Regions from separate parts of the Mus musculus genome. Here all the other regions are linked to region 7. A link is a contact called in public Hi-C and HiChIP or PLAC-seq data. All regions are on one chromosome and are shown on one strand. The core of a region is the stretch at or near the end of the contact, and the rest is flanking DNA. Distances in the headings are between cores, read along the strand shown. Region 1 has its middle 58 kb from the start of D330037F02Rik. Region 2 overlaps Gm39448 (a long non-coding RNA gene). Region 3 has its middle 110 kb from the start of Gadl1. Region 4 holds the start of D330037F02Rik (RIKEN cDNA D330037F02 gene). Region 5 holds the start of Cmtm8 (CKLF-like MARVEL transmembrane domain containing 8). Region 6 overlaps Cmtm8 (CKLF-like MARVEL transmembrane domain containing 8). Region 7 holds the start of Stt3b (STT3, subunit of the oligosaccharyltransferase complex, homolog B (S. cerevisiae)).

What was found. Hi-C and Micro-C count contacts between places; a contact is called where the count stands out from the background. HiChIP or PLAC-seq counts read pairs in DNA pulled down with a chosen protein or histone mark.
Region 1: a contact with region 7 is called in an H3K4me3 HiChIP or PLAC-seq map of embryonic stem cells, with 10 read pairs. The contact joins the enhancer-like site here to the promoter of Stt3b in region 7. A contact is called at or near these places in 3 of 39 promoter capture datasets (HPC-7-derived erythroid cells, hippocampal neurons and liver), 3 of 484 Hi-C or Micro-C datasets (cortical neurons, embryonic limb bud and embryonic stem cells), 14 of 115 datasets of contacts at active chromatin or transcription factors (bone marrow-derived macrophages, craniofacial prominence, embryonic forebrain and 9 more) and 2 of 9 other capture datasets (embryonic stem cells and macrophages).
Region 2: a contact with region 7 is called in a Hi-C map of double positive thymocytes, with 2.5 times the contacts expected there. The contact joins the enhancer-like site here to the promoter of Stt3b in region 7. A contact is called at or near these places in 4 of 39 promoter capture datasets (embryonic stem cells, hippocampal neurons, liver and 1 more), 5 of 484 Hi-C or Micro-C datasets (B cells, Th17 cells, cortical neurons and 1 more), 16 of 115 datasets of contacts at active chromatin or transcription factors (T-cell acute lymphoblastic leukemia, acute myeloid leukemia, bone marrow-derived macrophages and 11 more) and 2 of 9 other capture datasets (embryonic stem cells and liver).
Region 3: a contact with region 7 is called in an H3K4me3 HiChIP or PLAC-seq map of neural tube, with 4 times the contacts expected there. The contact joins the enhancer-like site here to the promoter of Stt3b in region 7. A contact is called at or near these places in 2 of 39 promoter capture datasets (hippocampal neurons and second pharyngeal arch cranial neural crest), 1 of 484 Hi-C or Micro-C datasets (nephron progenitors), 5 of 115 datasets of contacts at active chromatin or transcription factors (bone marrow-derived macrophages, embryonic basal ganglia, embryonic forebrain and 2 more) and 1 of 9 other capture datasets (pancreatic islet).
Region 4: an H3K4me3 HiChIP or PLAC-seq map of neural tube shows a contact between it and region 7, with 5 times the contacts expected there. The contact joins the promoter of D330037F02Rik here to the promoter of Stt3b in region 7. A contact is called at or near these places in 5 of 39 promoter capture datasets (the C10 cell line, frontonasal cranial neural crest, hippocampal neurons and 2 more), 5 of 484 Hi-C or Micro-C datasets (B cells, bone marrow-derived macrophages, cortical neurons and 1 more), 15 of 115 datasets of contacts at active chromatin or transcription factors (acute myeloid leukemia, bone marrow-derived macrophages, craniofacial prominence and 11 more) and 2 of 9 other capture datasets (embryonic stem cells and pancreatic islet).
Region 5: a FOXA1 HiChIP or PLAC-seq map of pancreatic cancer cells shows a contact between it and region 7. The contact joins the promoter of Cmtm8 here to the promoter of Stt3b in region 7. A contact is called at or near these places in 2 of 39 promoter capture datasets (the 3T3-L1 cell line and hippocampal neurons), 1 of 484 Hi-C or Micro-C datasets (embryonic stem cells) and 2 of 115 datasets of contacts at active chromatin or transcription factors (extraembryonic endoderm stem cells and pancreatic cancer cells).
Region 6: a contact with region 7 is called in a FOXA1 HiChIP or PLAC-seq map of pancreatic cancer cells. The contact joins the enhancer-like site here to the promoter of Stt3b in region 7. A contact is called at or near these places in 3 of 39 promoter capture datasets (the 3T3-L1 cell line, hippocampal neurons and pre-B cells), 5 of 484 Hi-C or Micro-C datasets (the G1E-ER4 cell line, the N1E-115 cell line, adipose-derived mesenchymal stem cells and 1 more) and 13 of 115 datasets of contacts at active chromatin or transcription factors (the 230-238 cell line, the SCID.adh cell line, embryonic basal ganglia and 10 more).

What each region holds. Positions count from the first base shown.
Region 1 is chr9:115,722,890-115,725,589 of GRCm38.p6, forward strand. No RefSeq gene overlaps it. Among named protein-coding and RNA genes, the nearest start is that of D330037F02Rik, 58 kb to the left of the region's middle. Within about 2 kb of position 1,407, at least 12 of the 459 cell types and tissues checked have an H3K27ac peak or open chromatin away from gene starts, as enhancers often do. A contact at or near this core is called in embryonic stem cells and epiblast stem cells, where this site is marked.
Region 2 is chr9:115,639,541-115,642,240 of GRCm38.p6, forward strand. All of the region lies in intron 2 of Gm39448 (a long non-coding RNA gene), which reads right to left. Among named protein-coding and RNA genes, the nearest start is that of Gm39448, 18 kb to the right of the region's middle. Within about 2 kb of position 1,416, at least 8 of the 459 cell types and tissues checked have an H3K27ac peak or open chromatin away from gene starts, as enhancers often do. A contact at or near this core is called in T-cell acute lymphoblastic leukemia and double positive thymocytes, where this site is marked.
Region 3 is chr9:115,799,234-115,801,933 of GRCm38.p6, forward strand. No RefSeq gene overlaps it. Among named protein-coding and RNA genes, the nearest start is that of Gadl1, 110 kb to the right of the region's middle. Within about 2 kb of position 1,443, at least 13 of the 459 cell types and tissues checked have an H3K27ac peak or open chromatin away from gene starts, as enhancers often do. A contact at or near this core is called in neural tube, where this site is marked.
Region 4 is chr9:115,664,421-115,667,120 of GRCm38.p6, forward strand. D330037F02Rik (RIKEN cDNA D330037F02 gene) reads left to right here and starts at 1,448. Exons shown (of 7, transcript NR_166686.1): 1 at 1,448-1,878.
Region 5 is chr9:114,842,811-114,845,510 of GRCm38.p6, forward strand. It overlaps Cmtm8 (CKLF-like MARVEL transmembrane domain containing 8), which reads right to left and starts at 1,342. Exons shown (of 4, transcript NM_027294.2): 1 at 971-1,342. The coding sequence starts at 1,117.
Region 6 is chr9:114,809,404-114,812,103 of GRCm38.p6, forward strand. All of the region lies in intron 1 of Cmtm8 (CKLF-like MARVEL transmembrane domain containing 8), which reads right to left. Among named protein-coding and RNA genes, the nearest start is that of Gm23889, 27 kb to the right of the region's middle. Within about 2 kb of position 1,333, at least 21 of the 459 cell types and tissues checked have an H3K27ac peak or open chromatin away from gene starts, as enhancers often do. A contact at or near this core is called in pancreatic cancer cells and pre-B cells, where this site is marked.
Region 7 is chr9:115,309,212-115,311,911 of GRCm38.p6, forward strand. It overlaps Stt3b (STT3, subunit of the oligosaccharyltransferase complex, homolog B (S. cerevisiae)), which reads right to left and starts at 1,257. Exons shown (of 16, transcript NM_024222.3): 1 at 541-1,257. The coding sequence starts at 845.

The sequences.
Region 1 (2,700 bases), core at 157-2,656, 410 kb after region 7:
CTGGGTGGAGACTCAGACATTCTCACCTCCCCCAAGCATTACATACTCCTTCCTTCAGCATCAATCCAACTTGGCCTGTCGAGGAGACTACCCCTTGATTCTCCGGAGGATGTGCTGAGAACATGGGAGGAAAGACCAGCCCCTTAATGAGATATTGTATTGATGGCTCCTCCCTTCTCTGCTTATAGATCCTCACTGTCAAACCTTCTCTGCTTTTCTAAACTCTAAGTCAGAACATTGTAGCTGCTTGCTTTCTTTCCATCTCTTTTCCAGATGCCAGCTGTTAGCATTCTGTCTAAGCTCTGCCCCACAGTTACCTGGCAACAGCCAGGTAGGCCTGACTTACTATAAAAGGGGCTGCTTGCCCTGTCTTGCTCTCTTGCTACTGTCTTGCTCTTTCCCTGCTTTCCTTTTCCCCTCTCTCTCCATGTGCCCATGGCCGGCCTCTACTCCTCTACTCTTCTACTTATCTACTTCCTCTCTCTGCTTCTACTACCCTCTTAACTCCCCTCCTCATGCCCTGAATCAACTCTATACTATACTGTCATGTGGCTGGTCCCTCAGGGGGAAGGGATGCCTTGCCATGGGACCACTTAGGCACCCCCTTAAAACCAGGCTGGCCTTGAACTCAGAGATCCACCTGCCTCTGCCTCCCAAGTGCTAGGATTAAAGGCGTGCGTGACACCACTGCCCGGCTCTTTATCTCTTTATACAAACACAGCACCAGCTACAAACATAAGCATGCTTTCTTACTCTTCTGAATCTTTAAGTCCCAGGCAGCTCCTTTCTGCCCTTCATTGCTGAGCCTGCTTACTCTCTTGGATTCCAAAGGTACAGATAGATAGCTCTCTCGGATCCCTCCTTCCAATGCCTGCTGGGATTTTTCGCCTTGCTTTTCCAGTTGTTTTCTCTCAAGGTCTAATGAAATGCTCCTTGAACTTCCTTCTGATTTTGTTTTTAAATTCTCTCAGTAATAAGACAACCCATACCAGGAAATCTCAAATCCCAGGTAACTTTACCTGATAAGCACAAAGATGCCAGGCCAGTGCAGGTTGGCCATAAAGGCAACCTTCGCAGTCTCAGAGTTCTGGCCAGTCTGTCAGTCCACAGAATCTATAATTCACACAGGACTTTCTCAGATCACTTCTGTTCATAGCTCCCAGGAAGGGCCTGCACAATTCTCTTGGTGTCAAATTTTTGTTTGTGAACAAATGTGAGTTAGTTAAGGCTGTATTACCTCTGAGAAGGAGAGCTATATAAATGCTAATTACCCCTGGGCAAAGTTAATCTCCTATTTACCACTTAGGGAATTTCCTTTTCAATCCATCTGTAAAGGAGAGAAAAGAGCCTATTGTTATTCTGCCCTATGTTAATTATAATGAGATAGAACACAAACACGAAAGAAAGGGAAGAAGCTGCAGGGGGTGGAGGCATAGACAGCCCCTGGGTTTGACTGATGGGACTATAAATGGGTATGGCTAGCATCCTGTCTCCAAATTCCCTCTTAGAGGCGTTTATCCTCCAGAAAAGCTATGTCAGGCTTCATGAAGGTGAAGAGGACAGGAGCTAGAAGCTGGCCTGGCAGTTCAGGAGAGTTGGGAACATCATTGTTTCAGTTCTGGGCAGAAATCAGAAAGGCAGTCTGGTTCCTACCCTGGTTCCTATCCTTAATATCTTTCTTGTTTTTATCCAAATTAAGTATCCTCCCTGCCTAGAAGTTACAAGTGACGCTGTGACCGATATGGAGAGGCACCTAGATACCTCGTGGGCTGGCTAATGGGACAAGCTGCTTTCCTCTTCAGGCCCCATGCAAATTTCTTCTTGAGCCATACGAAAATGTACTGGATTCACAGCTCCACATCACCCCAGTTTTGGGTTTCTGCTTCTGCCTTGCTTTTGTTCGCTTATGCTCATATAGTAATCTCTGTAGTCATTGGAGAGAAAGCTCAGTGGCTAAGAGTTCATACTGTTCTTGCAGAGAACCTGAGTTTGCTTCCCAGCACCTGTACCAGGATTCTTATGCTTGTCTGCAAACCCAGCTCCACGGAATCTGACACTTCTGGTTTCCAAGGGCACCTGCACATATGTGTCCACACCCACACATACACATGTGATTAAAAATAAAATAAATAATTTAAAAGCTCCTTTCAAGTTCACAATCCTACTGTTTCTGAAATTCACTTTTTGAGTCTATAAGACAAAGAATCCAGAAATTCCTGGCTTGGGGTAGTTCTGGTGGCTGTTGATTGTCCCGTGCCCTTATACTGTGACAGGGAAAGATGGTTCAGAGCTTCCTCTGTTTTGTATTCTTGCTGAGGCCGTCTCAGGTTTAACTAGAGTTTGAGATCCTTGATGGAGAATCCCATGGAAAATTGTCAAACTCTGTTCCAAGAACCCAAGGTTAAGATGCCCCTGCTAACTTATCTTAGCTTCCACCAAACTGCCTGCTTGTTCAGAAGAACCCCCGCCTGCAGCTAACTGCTTATTTTAGCTTCTGTCAACTTGCTTGCTTGTGTGAAGCACACCCCCACCACACACACACAGACTCCCCCTGCTGCTGCTGAGCAAGATGGTAGGAAATGGTGGTTTCTGTTTGCCTTAAAAAAAACCCTGTGCTGTGAACACTCAGTGCTATACTTAGGACCTGAATACCCGAGTGTAGTCCCAGATGGCTGGAATAAAGACTTTCAATTGGTTATA
Region 2 (2,700 bases), core at 166-2,665, 330 kb after region 7:
TCCAGCCCCTGTACTTTTCTTTTCTAAACAAACAAACAAACAAACAAACAAACAAAAAAGTTCAATCAAGTTCTAAAGTCACTGAAAAACAAAATAAAACAAAACACCCAGGACATTTCATCTTGTCTTATGGGTTTTGTAGCTTAAATTTCAAGTCTAAGACCATGGTGGGGTGGATATGTGTCCCTTAGATCTTTTACAAGTGGCTGCCTCTGTCTTGGACATTCAAGATGCTTTTGGTCTGATTCAGGCTCCGTGCTCCATATTCCCATGATAAACAAAGGCAGCATTTGAGGAGGTTCACCTCTGAGTGGTGGTGGTGGTTGCTTTAAATTAAACTTGCTAATCAAAGGTTTGGGACCTAACAAAGGATGCTTCATCGAATAATTGGCTGCAGAAATTGAGTTTGATAGAAGGATTTTTTTTTCCTCCCAGTTCCTAAGTCCTGTGGTACATTATGTGAATGGGAGGGGGCCAGAGGAAGGAGGAGAGGAGAAGGCCTTTTCAGAGTCATGCAGTTAAGTCATTCATTTGTACTGGTTGTCTATCCTGCCGTAGGTGCCAACACCCTCATCTGTGACACCATGGAGGAGGGGAAACTGCATTCTATTTTTGTGCCCTTTTCCCCTTGAGAACTTACATCTTCATCTAAAAGCAATCAGGTGGGCCGGTGAAAGGACCAGAAAAAGGATGGCTTTTAATAGCTTCTGGGATCAAGATTCTCACTAGCTCCTTAAAGGCTGCCTTGCACTTCTGTGATGTCTAATGTGGTATTTTCCAGTTCCACCTGTATGTTTTAATTTTTTTCTCCCTTTTCTGATTAAAAGAGAAAGCCTCAAAGGACAGTAGGGTATCTGGAGGTGGTGTAATTAGTGGAGACAGTGCTCTTCAAAACGTCACCCAATTCATCCCGTTAATTACGGTAGCTGCCCTCCATTACTAAGCCTACAGTCTCCATCTGCATAAGTCCCTGGGAAATTGTCTCTGCACAGAGCAGTGTGTGTTGCCCACTTGGAAATGCTAGGGGTTAATTGACTCTAGCCCCCCCCCCATCCCCACCCCTATGCTCTCCCATTGATTTTCTGGATACCATGGAGCTGGAGTGCTTTGCTGGAAGATGGACAAGACCATCAGAATCAGGCACAGAAACCCAGTGCTAAGGGTCTTTGTATACACTAACCTGAGAGAGGCAGGTGCAGGGTCCAAACTAGGGTCAAAGTAGCAGAAACCAAGATCAACACAAGCAAAATGTGGAAGAGGCAGGAGATGATGTCTTAAGATGAAGGAGAGGACTTGGGAGTTGGTGTTGTTGCTGGATAGAGACCCAAAGGCCCAAACGATCTGTGCTAAGCTGCCTGGAGCGAAATACTTCTCACAGAGCAGCCTCAGGTGCACTTTACAGGAAGCTCTTAATTCAAAGGACATAGAAAACCCACATCCCCACATCCTGGGTGGCAGCTGCAGGGGGGAGTAAAGCAGCAAGTAGTTTAACAGAAGCCAAAGCAAGCAGTTAGCTGGGGCATTTCCATGCTGAGTTTGTAGAACAGTGTTGGGTTAGACTAAAGATAGCTCTGGCTAAGACAAGATGGAGGAACCTTTGTCCTCTCACAGTGTCAGGACTTGGAGTCCAGTGTCACCTGAGGATATTGTAGCCCAGAGGTGATCAGCCTCTAGGTCTTAATGACATCACCCATGATTCCAGACAATAAATGGGAAGCTGGGTAGCTAAAAGCTGGCAGGGTCTCTGTGAGGGGGAGGGGTGGGGCGGGTCAGAGTTATCGTGTTCCTAGCCCTGCCTCATAACAGTTGGTTCCTAAGAGGGACTTCCCTAAGGTTTTGAGACTTGGGGCTCCATGGGCCGTTTTTCTCCAATAAACCAATTAAGTGATACACAATTACTAATGGAAGGCAGGAAAGGGGGATTTATTCATTGTGACCACATTGGCAAGCCAGACAGAGAGATCTAGTGAGTCCTCAAATGAATCTTCAGGGTCCTGAATTGGGACTGACATTTAAATTGGAGGCCGAGGATTTTATGTACAAATAAGCAGTCCAGATCAAGGTGTGGCTCCACCCACCACTGGCCATCATTGTCTGGGCTTCTGTCTTGTCCTATAAGGCAAGAACCCTATTAGTTCTTTTTCTTGGAGATAAGTTCCCCTCGGGCTGGTCCTGGGCTTCAGTCTTTTCTTCCTCCCAACATGGCATTCCTGAGAAATTGCAATTTCTTAGTGTCCGTTGTTTCAACAACCTGATCGTCAGAGGGGAAGGCATGGGGTCTCTTTGAAGTGTCTGCATTGCTGCCAGGAGGACTATTTGGTTACAGGATGGCAGATGCGTGTCCTGGGTTTGCCTGTGTGTATGTATTGGGGCAGGGGCCTCTGCTCACAGTCCTAAGCAGAGCTCATCACAAGTAAGTGGCTGGGATTTATTTTAATTCCTGGAAGAAGTCACTTTGGGAAAAGAAGGAATTTGGAGTGAAGTAAGCCAGAGGGATAAGATTTGCCTTAAAATCTAGATATGAGGGAATAATTAGCTCCTTGACACAAAGACAGAAGAAAGTTTTATTATCTCTACACAGTAAAAGGAAGATGTGGAATTTCAGTCTCACCAAGATGGTCTCTGTTTACAAATTCCTTGCTGGTCGCCTGAACAAAGAAAGCTATTGCATTGTTACTGTGTTCTGGGAAAGCATCCATC
Region 3 (2,700 bases), core at 193-2,692, 490 kb after region 7:
TGCTGTCAGGGCTCTTCAGAAAGCTGGGACTCGGTATGAGCTTGCTCCCCAGAGCCATGTATGTATGTCTGGATACTCTGTTGGTTTACGGCCTGGTGTCTTTCTCCAGGACTACAGTGACTCTTTACCTTCCAGAAAGAAAGCCACACCAGGAAGCCTCCTATTCTCTCTGAATAATACTTTAGCCTCTGTCATATGCTGAGGATTTCCTAAAGCTGCTCCATGGGAGAACAAATCCAAGATTTCCCTAGACACAGCTTAGCCACCACAGTGAGCCTGGGGGAGTCAGGCAGTGCTGCGTGGCACCTGTGCAAGTCACTCAGCGCCTGCTGCTTGGCAACCATGATGCCAGGTGAAGGTCCTCCTTCATTAAACAGAAAATCTTCAGGTAGGATAAAACAGCACTGACACAGTAAAACTGAGTGGTGAAGGAAAAAGAATCAGGGGGTGGGGGGAGATAGATTTATGAGCAAAGTGCTTGCTGTACAAGCACGAAGACCCAAGTTTGATCCCCAAGACCTGCAGGGTAAAGCTGCACATGGTGGCATGTGCCTATAATTCCAGAGCTGGGGGAGCAGAGACAGTGGGGTCCCTGACGCTTCCTGTCCACCACACACTATAGGCAAATAGGTGAAATTCGGGCTCAGTGAGAACCTTATTTCTAAAAACCAACTGGAAGGGAGATGGCTCAGCAGAAAAATGCACTTGTTCCATAAGCAATAGGACCAGAGTTTGAGTTCCCAGTACTCACAAAATCCCTAGATAGGTGTGGTGAGCTATCTGTAAGTAAGTGTGAGAGATGAAGGCTGGAGATGAAGCCTAGGGCAAGAGGCTGCCTGAATCAGTCAGCTCTGGATTCAAATGAAAGACCTTGCCTTGACATATAGAGTGGAGAGGGATTGAGAAGATGTCCAGTGTAAACCTCTATCTTATACACACACACACACACACACACACACACACACACACACACACATCAAAGTAGAGAGCAATTAAGGAAGAGACCTGATATCAACCTCTAATCTCAACATATATGTGTACACATTTGCATACTTACTCACATGCCTGCATACATACATGTACACATATACACCACACATACATAAACATATACACATATATGAGAGAGACAACCACCTGCAATTCTTCTTTATATAAGTTTTGGGCTTCCTTGTTCTGTTCATATTATTATTTTTTTAGTATTTTATCTCCTTATATTTGTTATTATGTAATATATGTACTAATAGTATGGTCACATGCTGTTACATAAATTATAAATATTGAGGATAGCTTCTATTATTGAATTCTTGTGCTTAGCACTTTTATTTCCCATGTCAGCTGATATTTAAAAATACTCTATGATGCTAATATAGTTTTTGCTGCTTGGAGGTTCGGGGAGATTTATGCTAAACTCATATGAAACCCCTTTTCTTAGGCGCTGCAGAGCTGGGTGCAAACACTTGGATAACTGCGATGCTTAAGCCCAGAGCCTTTCTCAGAGCTCTGTGCACACTGGCCCTTCTGCAGCCATCATCAGCCTTCACTTATCCCTCGCACAGTCTGGTTGCCTAGGAGAGTGAGGTCAAGGAGGCTCCCCACCATGAACCTGATTGTTTTTCAGTGTGTGACTGTTGGTAGCCAAGGACGACAGAGCTAGTGGCTGGAGGTAGTGGGCTGAGGGTCCCCAGATGTCTCAGAAACAACAGGAGGCAGCATGCAGCACCTGGTGTTTAAGAGACAGAGGCAGGCTTTAATCTTCGTTCATCTGCTGTGTGTGTTATCTTGAGCACATCGCTCTGCTCTCTGAGACTTGGTGTCCTCCGTATAGGAAACAGGAGTTAGTAATACCCATCTCGCTCTCCCTTCTAGGGTATTGTGATAACTGGGTGACTCAGCCGTGGGGGAACTACTTCATAATTATAAAGTTTTACACAACATTGGTTATTATTATTTTTTTTTAATCAGGGTTGATCAAGTGGGGAGAGACTGCCATGGAAGGAATAACATGCCAGAACAGGAGAAAGTGATCCCTAAAGATCACAACTTCTGCAAAGATTAGTGTTCTGTTACTGGGGCATGGGAGAGGGGGCGGGAACAGAATGGTAAGCCAAAGAGGAGGGGCAAACACTATGGAATCCAATTCTTAATTGTATGTTGGATTGGACCAGCAAAGAGAAACGTGGTCAGGACTTGAGCGAGTATGGAAGCACAGAATGCACATTCATTTATACCTTCAGTGAATTGTTTTAAAATGCCTACTGTGTGCATTGCAGCCATACTACTGGAAGAAAGTACTTAGACACTTTTCTATATGGAGTAATTTAGCTCTTTATTTAGCTACTTTGTATTTAGATAACTATTCAGAAAATGAAGATAAATCATGTGTTTGTTTTCTGACTTCAGAATTCCTCTGCATTTTTGTTTCTTACCGCTGTGTGCTGTGTGGAGAGGCCCGAAAGGAGGACTCAGGATGCAGGATGCTTTCACTGACTGACAGCTGGCTTGTTCTCTGCCTCTTGACCTTATACAAAGCACTTCTCTTCCCTAGACTCCAATTTCCCATCTGGATAGTGCTACAAACAAGACAACATATCCCATTTGGCAAGTGATGCACAGATGTTCATTGTGTGCTGTTGTAAGACCTGGTGGCTTGTGTTGGTTTGAGGCAATCCCCTGTCCATAGGTATTAGTTAGTTTTCT
Region 4 (2,700 bases), core at 198-2,697, 360 kb after region 7:
TTTTATTCCTTCTTCAGTGAAGACCTGTTGGGAGGGTACACACAAGGAAGTGACACAATCCAATTTATGTTTGCAAATGTCCAGGTGTGCATCCAGACGGAAATCTGGATGGACCAGAGTGAGGGAGAAGGGAACTTAGGGGACAGGTGTAGGAGCAGAACTCAGGCAGCTCCTGGTGGGTTCTTGGTGGCACAGCATTGGCAGGACTGAGGCAGAGGAAAGGTGGGAATGACGGCTGGTTCTCAGCCTCTGCTTGGGACCTGAGTGGGCGCTGCTGCATTGACTGAGATGCCGTGCTTAGGGTACTTACTGCAGGGGAAGAGTGGTATTTTTGTTTGAAACAATGTCAGCCATGCTTTCTACACGTGACATCTCAAGTGTCACCCAGGCAGAGACGTCTGGAGGTGTGTGGATTTGGGGCTCAGACCCAGAGCAGAAATAGGGTTGGTGGGGAACCCCAGGGAACTTACCTGATCTCACAAGGGAAAGTTGATTCCTATTTTATGCTCCTTTGTAGTCCACGTGGATTTGAGTCATGGCATAATTAAATCTTTTTTCACCTGTGTGTGTGTGTGATATGGTATCCTCTGCTATGTATGTGTGTGCTGTGTGTGTGTAAGACAGTGTGTACCACTGTACTGCTATGGTGCTCAAAAGACAGCACGGGATCAAGTCTTCACCTTCTACCTTGTTTACAGTGGGGTCTTTCCTGTCACCACAGCTGACTCCAGCCGAACTGGTCCGTATACTTTTGGCAATTCTCATGTTTCCGCTTCTGGCTTTTCTCATGGGGTGCCCTGGAGTTGGAGGCTGGTAAGCCCCTTTGTTTGGCTCTGTGTATGGGTTCTGGGTATCTGAAGACAGGAGTCAGGCTGTGCAGCAAGTGCTTTGCCCATGGAGTCATCTCTTCAGCTCCTTTTTGCTATTCTTAAACAAATCTGTCTCACTCAATTAGTCTGGGATATCATGGAGAATAAGGTAGCTGACAAAGTGCCTGTACATCGCATGACTCATTAGTTTTGTTAACCAGATGAATGGATTTCCTTTGAAAAGGAAAATATAGAACTTAAAAAAAAAAACAGCCTTTTGAGTCAAAACCTCCTATTCAAACAGATTTTCACAAAATGTTCTGCAGATTCCGGTAACAAGTCAATAGGATGAAGGAGGGCCGCTGCAAACAAATAGATCAAAGTCTGTTTCCAGGATGTCCCCCTTGCCTCCTGACAGTGAGCAATGGCTAACTCTGAGCTGGGTGCCTCCACACCAAAGGAACCCTCCTTTGGGAGCCTCCCACAGACGATCACTTCAGTGCACATCCTGGTCTGTGTCAGAGCAACAGGAGCTTGCAGATTTCCACTTTGAAGGAAATGAAAGGCAGACAAGGGAATTGGCTCCTCTCTCCAGCTTCCTGTTTCCCATGCCTCGCACATCCTCCAAAGTGAGATCTGTTTTGGAGTCAAGAGAAAGCATAGACTGCACAGGGCCAAGCTTCCTCCCACTGCCCACTGATGAGCAGATTTGAGGGAGGCCCAGGGACTGTAGTGTGAGTAGTGATAAGACAAAGTCACCCTCCACACTGTCACCCTCTATATTGTCACCCTCCATGCTGTCGCCCTCCAGGAAGTCACCCTCCACACCATCACAGGCACATTCTCTTAATCTTTTTTGGTGTTGTTTGTTTGTTTGTTTGTTTGTTTTTCAAGACAGGGTTTCTCTGTGTGGCCCTGGCTGTCTTGGAACTTGCTCTGCAAACCAGCGTGACCTTAAACTCAAGAGATTCTCGGGTCTGCCTCAGCCTCCGGAGTTCTGGGATTAAAGGTGCTGCACCACCACCACCTGGCACCTTATAATCTTTTAAGAACTGGACTCAGGAAAAAGGTAGGTCCTTTGCTGCCATATGGGAAAGAATTTCAGGACAAGCTGGTCCGAAGCAGAGATTTTGTTTTGTTTTGTTTTGTTTTGTTTTGTTTTGTTTTGTTTTGTTTTGTTTTACCATGGGAGTTAAGACAGTGAGAGAACTCAGAGGAAGACTAAGACAGACCCAAGTGTGGACATGGGGTTCTTAGGAGAGAGCTGGAGTTAAGTGTCTTAGGACGCCATGTTGCCCATTTTGGTGGGCACTCAAGTTACATCTCACAGGAATGCTAAGAAACCTTTTCTTACCTCCTTTTAAACAAATGTACTTAGAGGATGCCTGACAAGGTGACATAGAATGGGATTTTTAATCTGGTACTGTAAAACCAGGAGCCATTACAAAAGGGATTAGGAAATGTCCTCTTACTGTGAATGGGGTTCCCGTGAGAGTCCTAGGAAACTGTAGGTCAAGAGCTTGACTGCAGAGAAAGGCTTTGCAAATGGTAATTGTTCGCGAATCCTCAACACTCTAGAGACTTCAGGAGACTCTGGAGTGAGGCTTTCTTTCCCTACCCCCACACCCCTAAATTCCTGTCTTTCTATTCTTCCTCAAGAGGAAGGCACCATGCATGTGCATGAACTTAGGTACCAGCAAGCATGGGTTCCTTTCCTGGCATCTGTAGAAATATACTGTGGACCCCATTACAACACATGCAGAAGAGTAGATGAGAGTACCTAGTCTTGTTTGACCACTACCCTAAAGCTGTTACTATTTCCTTTCTATTTCAGTTTATAGTTTAACAGTTTGTAAACTTTATATAAGAAAACTTGCAAATAAATGAGAAC
Region 5 (2,700 bases), core at 92-2,591, 470 kb before region 7:
AGGAGCAGGGAGCAAGAAAAGGGCAGACATAGGTTTGAATCTCAGCTCTGCCAACAAGTGTAAACTTCCGTCCAGTCTCTGACTCAGTTTCCTCGCGTGTAAAATAAGCTTACTTGCAACCACCTTCAAGGGAGAGCGCATCAGGGCCTACACAAACTTAGAAGCTCCTCCAGGACTGACACCCTGGTAGAGGGCGAGGACAATAGATAGTGGCCTCCACCAGTAGTCAACAGAACTCCAGGCGGAAGGCCTGGCTTCCCAGGAACAGCACGTACAAGTCCTGCCTCCCTCCCGGGCACTTGCCCAGCCCCCACCAGGATGTGCTCAGTCCGTACAGCGGCCCTCAAGGGCTTAAAGAGGTTGAGATTCTCAGATTTATTCAGGGAAATGTTCTTGATTCATCTGTATTTGACCACAGGAAGTTAATTACTCAGAAGTTCTCTCCTTTATAACTTTTAATAGGAAAACTTTTAAAACTGGGGGTGCGGCTCAGCGATAGAGCATCCGACTGGCACGTGAAGCTCTGAGTTCCAGACCAGCACTTTGGAAGGGTCAGTTTGATAACAAACAAACAAACAAACAAACAAAAACGTTGTTTTTTAGGGACCCCTGCACGTGGAGATCAGGTGAGGTAGGCCCTAAGTATTCCAGACACCCATTATCTATAAACGCCCACCAAAGTATCCGGCTCCCGGGAAAGACCACCATCCTTCGAATGAAAACAGCAAGCTGTGAGTTACCTCCCACAGCAGACATCCTGAGGGTCACAACCCTGGTTCCCAAGGGAGCCTCAGGTGAAAGAACCTGAATGTGAGTTTTGCACTTTACAAAGAAGTCGAAGCTCAAGAGTGTTCCCGGAGCCCGCGGGAAGACCGGAGCCAGCTCGGTGGGCGGAGCTGGAGGCGCGCGAGCTAGCCGAGTCCACCTGCCTCCCTCCGCCCGGCCCAGCCCGGCCCGGCCCGACACTTACGATCTCGGCTACGATCAGGAGCCCCGGCGGGGTACGGAGGAACTCTCGGTCGTAAGCGAAGCTGCTGCTGGTGGTGGAGAAGTTCTCCGCAAAGGAGCTGGTAGTGGTGGTGACCGTGTGCGAGCGCGCGCGCTGCTGCTCTTCCATCGTCGCCCCGGGAGCTGGCCCGGGTCCCCGAGGACCCTACCCCCACCCAATGAGTTCCCTGGGCTCAGGATCGCGGGCCAGGGAATCGCGGATGATGGGAGGCGGGCAAACCCGGGTGATCTCCAGGGTCAGGTCCGCAAGTGTCCCAACACCTCGGCGAGCGCACTCTGGGTCTGCTCGGAGACCCGGGAACGGGATCGCTGGCGACCGGTGGCAGTGGACTGCGGGGGAGGGGAGAGAAGAGGAGGGGCGTAGACTGGGCGGGTGAGGGCGGGCACTCCAGGACCTCCCCTCGGGGGCGCCGCCGCGCGGCCACAGCACCTGTCTCCCAGGGACTGAGAGCTCTCGGGGGTGCAGGGACGCGTACCGGATCGCTAAGGGTGAGCGGCACCTCCTGGTCACACTCCTTCTAGCTCGAGCCACAATTAGGCTCCGCCCACCTAGGGCCACCAGACTTGGACCAGCTTCCTCCCACCTGGCTGGACTAGCAGCAGGGCCTCTTAAGGAAACTCAGGCCTCTAGGGACGTGGCCGCTCCAGGACTACAGGCGGTTGGGGGAGGGAGGCTAGAATTGTGACCTAACCAGACCTTAAACCAGGGATCGATGTGAGGCCGCTTGGACAGCCCTCACCCACTCCGCTGCAGCCGTCACCAAAGCCGGCGCTGTTTCCTGCCCCTCCTGTCCGGAACAATTTGAGGAACCAACTTAATCGCCGGGGAGTGAGAGCGAGAGGCTTCTAGGCGCTCTCCACAACTTTGGCGGAGACTAGCTGGATTGTGGAGAGGAAGATGGAAAGTGGGGGAGATGTTCGGGATTCCTGGTCAAGATGTATCAATATGACAGATCTCATTAGCTTTGGGGGGGGGGGGGCTTGTTTCAAACTTGAATGGAACCGTCTGTGCAAAGTGATGTTTATGACAAGCTAGTTGTGCTTCCCGGGGTCAGGGAGGAGGGGTGGACATCTCCTTGCGTGGGCAGCTGTGTGCCAGTCAGGTGAGTGCTGCGCAGAACCCTGGGTACTTGTGTAATTAGCATGAAGTTATTGGTTCTGCTTTACTGGACCTCAGTGCTACCACCCGTGTTTCAAGACGGACTTTGATGGACGATGGACATTTGGCTAAAATGATCTGCTTCCATGTGCCTGTCCTCCTCTTGTTTTGTGAAGAGTGACAAGAGACAATTCATCTGAACCCACCAAGTGGGCTTTGATTCGAAGTGAAGGCATATCAGATTTTAAAAGTTGTCAGAAAGTGTATCCTATTGGTGGATCCGAAAAGAAAGCACAAAGAACAAGCTAATAGAAGGAGTTAGTTTATGGGAGATGGTGGCTCACACATTTAATCCTAGCACTCAGGAGGCAGAGGCAGGCAGATCTCTGAGTTCCAGACCAGCCTGGTCTACAGAGTGAGTTCGAAGACAGCCAGAGATACACAGAGAAACCCTGATTTGAAAAAACAAACAAACAAACAAACAAACAAAAACATCTTTTTAACCTGGGTGGTGGTGTTGCAAGCCTTTAATCCTAGCCTGGAGAGGTAGAGGTTTGAGGCCAGCCTGGTCTACAGAGTGAGTTCCAGGACAG
Region 6 (2,700 bases), core at 83-2,582, 500 kb before region 7:
GTAGGACGCTTGCCTAGCATGCATGGAGCCCTGGCTCAATTCCCCAGCACATCCACAATGAGACGTAACCCAAAACGGAAGCCCAAAGACCCTTCCTTCAGGATTCACTTTCTGTCAGGATATTTTATCATAGCCAGATGTTTCATGGGGCAAAGCCACAGGACCCAGCTGATCACTTTGCCTCAGTCCCGCAATGTCTACCAGGTCTGACTTCTTTTGGGGGTCAGAAAGAGGACCAACATTTTCTTTTCTGAGTCTCATGTATCTCTAGCTGGTCTGAATCTCAATGTGTAGCCAAAGATGATCTTTAAATTTAGATCCTCCTGCCTCCACTTCCAAGGTGCTGGGATTGAATTACAGGGACACCCCCTACACACACACCTCTGCCCTGCTGGGGATCTAACCCACAGCTTTGTGTATACTACACAATCACTCTACCAAATGAGCTATAACCCAGTCCCCAAAATAACTTTTTAAGACGTAATTAATTAATTAATTAATTATATAGTGTTTTGCCTGCATGTGTACCTGCAGGCCAGAAGAGGGCACCAAATCTCACTATAGATGGTTATGAACCACCATGTGGTTGCTGGGAATTGAACTCAGGACCTCTGGAAGAACAGCTGGCACGCTTAACCTCTGAGCCATCTCTCCAACCCCTCCAAATTCTTTATTTGAAAGAATGGTTCAGTAGTTAAAAGTGGGTGTTGCTTAAGTAGAGGATCTGAGTTTGGTTCCCAGCACCTACTTTGGACTGTTTACAATGTCTCTAACATCAGTTTCAAGAGAGCCAACATTTTCTTTTGTTTGTTTGTTTTTTGTTTTTCGAGACAGGGTTTCTCTGTATAGCCCTGGCTGTCCTGGAACTCACTCTGTAGACCAGGTATGCACCAGCACACCCGGCTGAGATCCAACATCTCTCTCCCCTGGGTACCACATCCACATGGCACACAGCATGCATGCAGCCACTCACACATACATATACAATAAAAATCTTTAAAACAAAACAAAATATTGAGGTGCACACCTTTAGCAGTCAGATCTGTATGTGTTTCAGGCCGGCCAAAGCTACATAGTGAAACACTGTTTCAGAAAGATAGATATAGATATAGATGATACACAAACACACACACACACACACACACACACACAGATATAGAGAGCCAAAATAAAAACCTGTGCTACACAAAGCTACCCTTCAAAGACAGCTTTGAAGGAAATATTTAATATACTTGAAATAAACATATTTGCCGTTAAGGGATCTCCCCCTCCTCCTCTTCCTCCAGCAGTCACAGGGGACTTAGATGGTCAACATTTATCCTCCTGGGGATGGTAGTTTTTATCCACTAGCCCAAAACCAACGTATTGATTCTTTGCTTTGTGGGGAAGATTAAACACGTGAGTCACTTCAGTTTTCATGTGTGAGCACAACGATTTTCTTTTCCTCATAAGCTTCCTGGAAGCTTGTTATTTACCAAGTTTCAATGTGTCTCCCTGAGTCAATGGTATGAGCTGCTAACTTTTCTCTGCTGTGTAGAGACTTTATCTAGCGTGCCGCTGTAGCAGAGTCCCCTGGTCTGCACTGTTATCGGCAGCAGGAAAGCTAACATGTAACTAAGTCAGAGGAATCCTTCCTCCTCATCCCATGTGTGCCTCTGGGCAAACACCAAGCGCCGTAATAACCCCCGCAGCCCTTCAGCAATTGTTTCTGGCTACTGACTCCAGACAAATATTTGCCTTGGAGGATTTGTATAGAAAGAGAGAGGCACGGCTTCCTTTGGTCCTATAGCGAGTCGAATCATCTAGCAACCACGAGTACTCCTCACCCGTTCCTTGCAAACGAGGAAAGAAGCGGCAGTGAGGGTCTACAGAGATCTGACCTGACACATTGTTTCCTTTATGCTTCTTCTTTCCCCAGCCCTCCTCCACCGAGAGAGCAACAGGAAGCCTAGTAGATCATCAGGGGATGATGGGTCCTTGGGGGGGTGGGGGGAAGCTGTAAAGAAAAGTCACTCATGGGAGCGGTGGAAATATCTTAGTAAGAGGAGCGGTTGCCTCTCAAAAGGCCCGACTTTGATCCTCGGCACCTACGTAAGCATTCGGATGTGGTGAGGTTCGATTGAAAAGGCGAGGTGTATGGCTCCAGGGGAACAACACTTGATGAAGTTGTCCTCCAGTCTCCACATGCACTCATATGCATGCACACGCATTCACGCACGCACACACACGCATGCATGCATGCACGGACGGACGCATGCACGCACGTCATTCATAGGATCATGTAGAACCCCATGGACTTTATTAAGTCCTTGTCATAAGACCCTATGTGACCGAGTTTGCAATACTAATTTGGGATAATCTATTATCATATGCCATGTAATGTGAATCCCACCAGACACACAGTGTAGCACATGCTATAGTTTTGCTAAGCCGAATAACAGAAGCCTCAACACAGCCTCTCTAAAAACATCTTGACTTATTTCTCTATCAGGTAAAGTCTTTTGCCTGAAGTGATCCAGATATTCAAGACACAGGACACTGGAGTTGATTCAGCCTCAGACAAAAGGCTGAGAAGAAAAGTGTGAAGGGCGATCTGGGCCTCACTGTGGGTGTCCGGGATGTTAGCTCCTTCAGTCCCTTCACAGAGCACCCTGGTTCTTGGGAGATGTACCCAAAGCTGCTTAGGGAGGAAGGACTAGG
Region 7 (2,700 bases), core at 7-2,506:
TACAACTGTGCAAATAGTGTGGCGAGCTGAGAGCACTTAAGGGCCTTAGGGGGGAAAGAGACACTCCGGAAAATACCTGGTGCTGGAAAAACACGAGGCGCTACCACTGCGCTCGCTTTCGGGATAATATTTTCCCCCCCTACATTCTAACACTCCACTCTCCCGGAAAGAAAGCATGAAACTGCGAGGCTGAGCGGACAAGGGGTTCCAGTCACCACCAGCAGCCAGAAGGCAATCCCGGGGCTGCTCCGATGGCAGGAAGGAGAGAAATGAAATAAAATGCAACAAGGCGCAAAGCTGCGGCGGAGAGGGCGTGGGGAAGGGGGCCCCCGGAGCAAGCCGGGGCGCGGCGGCGAAGAGGCGCCGCGCGGAGCCGGCCCACCCCGGCGGCCGAGGACCCAGGCTCCGCTCCCAGGCAAACTTCGCCAAGCGGGCAGGGGGCGCGCCCGGCCCGGCCCGCGGGAGACCGGGTGGGATCCGAGGGGCTCCAGACAAACGGGGACCGCGGGCTGCCTGCGGGGGAAGGGCGGGCACACTCACCACGGGTCGAACTCGTGGATGATGCTCTCGAAGCGGATGACGGCGAAGAGGCGCGAGCTGAAGCCGGCCAGCCAGGCCAGGAAGAGGATGGTGAAGGAGAGCAACGACTGCCACCCGGCCGGCTGCGACAAGCCCCCGGACAGCCCCGCGGGGGGCCCCGGCTTCGGCGCCGCCGCCCTGGACGCGCTCTGGGTTCCGGGCCCATGGTGCCCGTGGCGGCTGTTCCCCAGAGCCATGAGGCCGCTCCACGGGGACGAGTTGAGGGACGACTTGTGCTTGCTCTCCGGGGCCGAGGGCTCCGCCATGTTGTGCCCCGGCGGCGGGTCTCGCTCGTCCTCCGCGGCCACCGCCGCCGCCTGGAGCGAGGGGTGCTGGGCGGAGACCCAGAGGAGGAGGAGGAGGGCGACGGCGACGACAACGAGGAGGAGGAGGAGGCGGAGGCGGAGGAAGAGCTGGGCGCGCTCCCGCCCTCAGCACCGCGAGGCCGGGACACTGGGGGTGGTGGAGGCGGCAGCGATCCGAAGTCTCCGCCTCAACAGTGGCCGCGACCGTCGCGGTCTCAACCCAAAAGGCCCCTGCGCCCCACTAGCCATCCGTGTCCCCCGTGCGGCTGAGGAGGCGGCGGTGGCGGCGAGAGCCGACGGGACGAGGGCGCCAGAGGAGCGGCGGCTCGGAGCGGCAATGACATTCCCCCGCCCGCCCAGCCGCGAGGAGCACAAAAGGGGAGGAGCCCCCTGGAGTCCGGGCGGAGCTCAGGCAACCTTTGACTCCGCCCCCTCGCCCAACAGGAACTGGCCCCTCCGCCTGTCACAGAGCGACAGGTCCGTTAAGGGGCGGGGCCGGAATGGCGGCGTGCGCCAATAGGAGCGCGAGCGGGGCCTTGGGCGGGGCTTCGGCTGAATGGCCCTCCACCCCCTCCGCCTCGCGGCCTCCCGCCTATTCGCCGCCGGCCGTGGCTACGATTTCATTGTCAGTTGAAAGACGCGGTTTCGCGCGCGAGCCCGTTCGGGGCCCTGGGGAAGGGCACCAGGAGGTTCGGCTCGCTTCCCCGCGCGGATTCCGACTCGAGCAGCAGAAGGTCCCACGTCCCAGTCGACCGAAGGAACAGAGAGCACGGCTTGGCCGGGTGCTCGGCGGCCGTGACTTTTAACCCGCTCAGCGCGGGGCGCCCGCCACGTGACGGGGCGCGCAGGCGCGGTGCGGGGCCCTAGGCGCGTGGGTCCAGCCGCTGTGCTGAACGTGCCAGAGTGAGTGGCTGGGTCGCTACATTCTCTGTCCCCGCCCTGCTGCTCTGAAAACTTGGAGTGGGCAGATGTCGTCCGAGCTGCAGTAAGATGTAGCCAGGCGGACACACACATAAATGTCACATTCTTTTTGCTGTGTTCTCCAGGACTTTTTTTTTTTTTTTTTTTTTTTGCAGCTCAATCTTTTGACTGCAAGAATTCATTATTTACACCTGCCTACGTTCCGTCACCAAATTAACTTTTCCTGGACTGTATTAGCTATTGCCCAATTTTCACTCTAGCCAACTGAAACGTAGGAACTTTTCCTTGTCTGGGGCAGTTTGCTTGTACCTTCTCCTTCCTCCACAACTAGCTCCGCCCATCCCCAAAAGGACAAAAGTCAGAACTAAAGATCCGGAGGGTCATTGCAGTGTTAGAAGCCCTCTTGGCAGGTACAGAGGTTAATGTAGAAACAAGGGCCGGCTAATATTTCACTGGTTTCTCGTGTACATTCACAACTGTCCATCTTGTTAGGGAACACCAGAATCTTTAAAATGTGTGTAAAGATTAAGTCCTGTAAATTTGCAAAATAAAATTATGTTCCGTTGCTCATTGTCAAAGGTTAGGTAAATGAACAAATGTACCTAACTAATAGGCTCAGCCACTCCCAACCTGGTGATTAACTTTGCCGGTTTCCTTATAAAAATAAATAGACTCTCATCAGGGAAAATGAACAGCTTCCATAAATAGACCTCCTCACCACCATTTTAATATCCAACATTTATTAAACATGTAAATTTTAATGAGATTCATAGTGGAATATTAACCAATCCCTTAGAACAAAGAGGTGACATGGCCTTTCTCAGAAAAGTGCACATTAAAATGGCAGCGTTTATTTTTGCCCATGTTTCATGAGCCAATGTTCTATTAATCTAAA